Linked DNA regions of Mus musculus: region 1 is linked to region 2. A link is a contact called in public promoter capture Hi-C data. All regions are on one chromosome and are shown on one strand. Each heading gives the region's core, a stretch centred on a gene start, on an enhancer-like site or on the middle of the called end of the contact. The rest is flanking DNA. Distances are from core to core; before and after follow the strand shown. Region 1 holds the start of Ufl1 (UFM1 specific ligase 1). Region 2 holds the start of Coq3 (coenzyme Q3 methyltransferase).

Region 1 (2,700 bases), core at 27-2,526, 3.4 Mb after region 2:
AAGTACTTATTTTTAATTTAATGTATTTTCTTCAAACATCCGGTAAAGACAAAAGCATGACACTGAGGAATTACTTACCACCTCGGACATGTAGCTCGTCTCTCATTTCTTTACTGATTTGGGCTGGAGTGATATATTCCTTGCCGTCAAGTGTATGGACTACTTCCAGCTGTTTCTGAGAGATCAATTTATTCACAATCTCAATGCAGTTCCGCTCTGACAACCTGTGCGAAGCCAGGAGTTTAAGAGTGTACTTGCTATGCCGCCCCCCCCCCCCCCAGGTATTTGAAAGCAAAATTTTGAGTAACTTCTACATTACAAAATCTGTCCTTTATTAGTATGATGATATTGGTTGAGTAATTTAAAAAGAAAACTTGAGAGTAGGTTTATATTCCCTTGAATTATTTATTTAATTCACACACGTCACTGTATTATGATTCTACAGATGTTCTCTCCTAGTCCTGCCTTCAAGTATCAAATTTTCCAGCTGAAAACAAACAAACTTTTCTTTAAAATCACAGTATGTTGGCCTTACTGGTACAGTTGGTGTACAGACAGGTCATGTGGCTTAGCAGAACTATAGGTACTATAATGTTAGCTACTCACAGCCATCTTGCACTAAATTTTTTCCCCGGGTTTTGTTGTTTGTTTGTTGTGAGAGTGTATGTATGTCTGTAGCTCTCAATGTTATAGAACAGCATCAACGGACTACTGTGTTTAGGTCCAAGAGAAATAAAATACTACAAGAACTCGTTGACAGGGAGACAAAGTCTATTCGCCTTATATATGCGATGTGTAATCACGGGCGCAGAGTCGGGGTAATTCGGCCACTCCCCCATTTCTGGAGTGTAGAAAAGTTGGTGTCCCGGAGTCCCTAAAATATGACAGATGGCATGTGGGCCTGGCTTAGATCTGTGGCTGCACGTAAAAAGGATTTGGAGGAGGGACAGACTACTTGCTGCGCGCTGCACTGGGGACTTTGCAAGCTCGCCCTAGGCCGGGCAGCGAGCGCCTCTACCGACAGCCGCCGCAGCAGACCGGCTCCGGGGTCCCACCGCGTTCCGGCAGGCAGTGCGGGAGCGGGGCAGCGTCCCGGGCCTAAGCCGGCTCCACACCGCAGGGAACCAGCACCTTTGCGTGGACTCTGCAAACTGCGCCCGCTGGAAGTCAGCCGCCAGCCGCCGGATCTCCTCCCAGGCGTCCGCCATCACTGCTCCGCTCGCCCCGACACAGGGAAACGGCAGACACGTCAGCCTTCAGCCTGCCGCAGGCACCCCGGGACGGACCGCGCAGAGGGCCAAGAGACCTGCGTCAAGGAAATTCGCGAACAGAAACGCGACTGCCGAGCTCTCCGCCCTCAGCTGGGCGTGGCCTGCGGGAAGCGGCTTCCTAAACTCCTACAAAGCCAAGCTGATGCTGACTCAGTAATCCTTTTTGCAAGGTTCCTGTTTCTGTCCAGCAACCATCAAATGATCTTCCGCCCTTGCTGAGCGGACGAGACATACTTCTTTTGTGGGACTCTTACAAACCGTGACTAATCCACTTTGAACAGTGAATGGGGCTTTTACTTGAGCCAAGAATGAAGTCAGTTTTAGAGAAACTTGTTCCACACTACTGCATCAGTTTGAATTTTGTTCTTCCAAAATGAATCTATTTGGGTATAGCAAACGCCATGGACTTCAGTTCATGTGTTCTAAAGCTTATTATTATTATTATTATTATTATTATTATTATTATTATTATTATTTACTCGGACAAAGGAATAATCGTTGCTGGGAGTGAAACTAGGGAAGGCAATGGCATTGTACTTCTTAGACAAGATAACTGCTGCCATTGTTTATTCACACATACCATTTTCCAATCTTAATCAATGGGGAAATCAGAAGGCTGATTGTACTTAGTAAAGAATATTTTGCTTCTTTCCTATGTAAATATATTAGTCCATATAACACGTCCAGTAGATAAATCCATTTGGCTTCTGAAGTGCCTAGCTTTGATTAAATTTAGAGAACTCCATGATAAAGCTTGGCATTCCATCTTATCCTTTGAAGCAGACTCTCTCAGAAAGGTAGGCCAGCCTCCCATCAAGTAGGTTTACTGGCCAGCCAGCCCCTGAGTTTCCTCCTGGCTTCATCTCCCAGTCAGGTTGATGATCATACCCAGGTTTCAAGATGAGCTTGGGCTCTGAATTCAAGTCTGTATGCTTGCACAGAGAGCACTTTAACCTTCAAGCATCTTCCCACCCATCATTTTAAGTGCTTTGGAGGGAGGGAGGGAGGGAGGGAGGGAGGGAGGGAGGGAGGTAGTAATTTTTGACCAATATATGATATTACAGAGGAACTTTAAACAGAGCAAACACTACGCAGCTGTTTTTTAAAGGGTAGGAGATTCTTTTAAAGAACGAACTTGTATAGATTTGGAGAGCTGACATTCCATTCTTTATAAAATTTTATGATAGCTGTCTGTAGTTGTACAAATACCTTGTTAATGTTGACATGCAGACAGTCTGTGGATAGTTGATGTCTTTAGCTACAGTGTGTACAGGATTTATTACACATTCTTGGAATCATTTAGAAATTGTCTTTTGACATAAAAACAAATTAGAGACAGCAATGAAACACTGTGATGCTTGAACATATGCATACATGGATAACATTTGCATTATATCAAACACCTAACATATATTATCCAAGATTAAAC
Region 2 (2,700 bases), core at 84-2,583:
TACATACTGCATTACAGTCACCACAATTTTATTTCTGACACAGCTCAACTGAACTTACAGAAAAGCGTTTTGTTGCTGCGTGGGGGGATTTAGAGGGTTCTTTGCTTCCTACCAGTATTTAAGCATATCACTTCCTGCCTTTGCTGAAGCGAGACTGGGATGGCTATGGAGCTGTGTGGTGTACACTTAATGTTAAGTACAGTCCATGCACAGAAGTCCTTAAGAGTGTTAACCATGATTTTCCGTGGGTCTGTCAATCCAGCAAAAACATGACACTTCAACTTGTGTATAAAACTTTCCACCTTCATTTGGAGAAATGGCCATATACCTCCAAACACAGGGACCTCTGACAGTGATAGAGCAGCTGGTTTTCATACAGCTTATGAGGTTAGTATTTTAGCTCAGAGGATGAGAGCTTAGTAAGTTTCCCCGATTTAAAGGACAGCACTGCCTGCTGAAATGTAGAATGACGCCCTAAATTTTAGGAGTTTACCCTTCTTTTTATGAGGGCATTATTTTTTATTTTGTTGTTTGTTTTTTAACCGTTCCTGGTTTGCTTTTAGTTGCTGGGATAAAACACTGACTAAAAGCAACTCTAGGAAGGGTTTCTTTCTCTTTGGCTTAGAGATCCTAATCAATCATTGAGGGAAGTCTGGGCGAGATCCATAAATGCAAGCTTCAGATACAACCCAGTTCCACTTTCCAAAGGGCTGAACATCAATCAAGAAAACGCCGCCCCACAAACACGCAGTTCAGTCTAATGAAGGCAATTCAGGAGAGGGTCCCTGTTTCCTGGTGAATCAAATTAATGTCAAGTTGACAAAAAAAAAAAAAAAAAAAAAAACTAGTATGAACTTCATATTAGATTCATACTAGAATCTTTCATACTGCTCCGTTTCTACTTCCAATAAACGTCTAAACTGAGTGTAAGGAGTTTTCTGCTACATACGGTGTATCCTGAACAGAATAAAGGGTCAGTTTCAAAGAATGTACTTTAGATGTGGACTTCTGTTCTCTGTGATTACTTGAGCGCATTGAAAGAGAATGGGTTTCTCGGAAAAAGCATTTCCGTACTTGATTTTAAGCATTAGAGTCGGTTTTCCAAGACTGAGGAGATAGCTCGTAAATACGAAAACAGCACGGCGTGACTCGTAGGACGAGAAGGTAGGTAGGTCTTCGTGGCCTTTTATTAGGAACATCTCTTTATTTCATTGCAGACATAATTTGATAGAGGAGCTCGAGTTAACGGTGACCACAAATTCACATTAACTAATGCAAATGCAAAAGCCGGCATCCGCGAGTGTAGGAGGCGGAACCCTTCCGCTGGGGATTTGTTGTGAGGAGGGACCGGAAAAGGAGTAGGATTCTAGTCGCGATGTGGAGAGGTGGAAGGCTGGGCTCTCGTGGGGTTCGTCTCCTGGAAACGCTAGGGTTTGGGTGCCCCAGCGCGGTCGCCCAGCCTCCTCGCCTAACTTCACGGTCGGGTGAGTGTCGCCGGCGCGGAGGTTCTTCCGCACGCCTCGGGTGCCGGGGCGGCTCTGCGCAAGCGCGGCAGAGAGCGGTGGGCTGTCCGGCTCCGTGGGGTCTGGTTAAAAGCAGCGCCGCGCTGCCCCGTCCTCATCCCTGGTGACCTCCGGGACCTGGTGTTGCTCTCTCCAGCGGCTACAACCCTCCAGGTCTGAGAAGCCAGGGGAAAAAGGCTGAGGACTAAGGATCTGGGCCTCGGAGAGCGTGTCTCTTGTGCCGCCGCCGCCGGGTAGCCCACGACCTTTGCCCTATTTTATTTGCGTTCTATGAGCTTGTGGCCCGGGAGCCGCCATTCAACTTGCTGGATCCTGGAGGTGGTTCTTGCTTTCCAAACCAAACCAAGAAAGACACACGGGGAACGTCCTAGCGCTGCCTCACTACTTTATTGCTCACCATCTTACCGTCCCCGCCAAAGAATTTAAGGCATTTATGCTCTTGTTTGGCAAATAAAGTAAAGAGCTAACTGCATTTGGTGCTATAGATTTTTAAACGCAAGTAGTACGCAGATAATTAGGTTCAACCTTTACAAGAAAATGACCAGGCCGGGCGTGGTGGCACACGCCTTTAATCCCAGCACTCAGGAGGCAGAGGCAGGCGGATTTCTGAGTTCGAGGCCAGCCTGGTCTACAGAGTGAGTTCCAAGACAGCCAGGGCTACACAGAGAAACCTTGTCTCGAAAAACAAAAACAAAAACAAAAAAAAAAACAAAAAAAAAAAAGAAAAAAAAAGAAAAGAAAATGACCACTATATGGTAGAGATTGGTATGGTTGGGAATTTTAATATGACAGTAACAGCAATAATACCTATTTAAATACTACTGAAAAAAATAATTATAATTTTTAAGAGAGCAAGATATAAATAAATATTAATGAACTTGGAGATCTAGATGGAATTACGATTCCAACTTTAATTTTCTGGAGAGATGATTTTATACTCTTCTATTGTCTTTTATAAGATTTTATTGTCTTTATATACATTTATACTCTTTTATTGTTTAAACTTTGTCTTCCAGAACAATCCGAGTCATTGTTCCAGAGATCCAGAACATCTCTGGTCCATTTTTTAGAAACCTTTTAATGTGTGTCTCATACATCAGAAGACCCACCTGCCTCGGCCTCCCAAGCTGTTGTGATTGGCATGTTCTTCCCTTACGTATAGTCACCTCCTCCGTGC

What was found. Promoter capture Hi-C pulls out the DNA fragments that hold promoters and counts their contacts.
Region 1: a contact with region 2 is called in a promoter capture Hi-C map of pre-B cells. The contact joins the promoter of Ufl1 here to the promoter of Coq3 in region 2. A contact is called at or near these places in 3 of 39 promoter capture datasets (cranial neural crest, liver and pre-B cells) and 1 of 484 Hi-C or Micro-C datasets (granulocyte-monocyte progenitors).

The regions. Positions count from the first base shown.
Region 1 is chr4:25,280,545-25,283,244 of GRCm38.p6, forward strand. It overlaps Ufl1 (UFM1 specific ligase 1), which reads right to left and starts at 1,277. Exons shown (of 20, transcript NM_001355512.1): 1 at 1,132-1,277; 2 at 79-224. The coding sequence starts at 1,208.
Region 2 is chr4:21,878,313-21,881,012 of GRCm38.p6, forward strand. Coq3 (coenzyme Q3 methyltransferase) reads left to right here and starts at 1,334. Exons shown (of 7, transcript NM_172687.2): 1 at 1,334-1,484. The coding sequence starts at 1,376.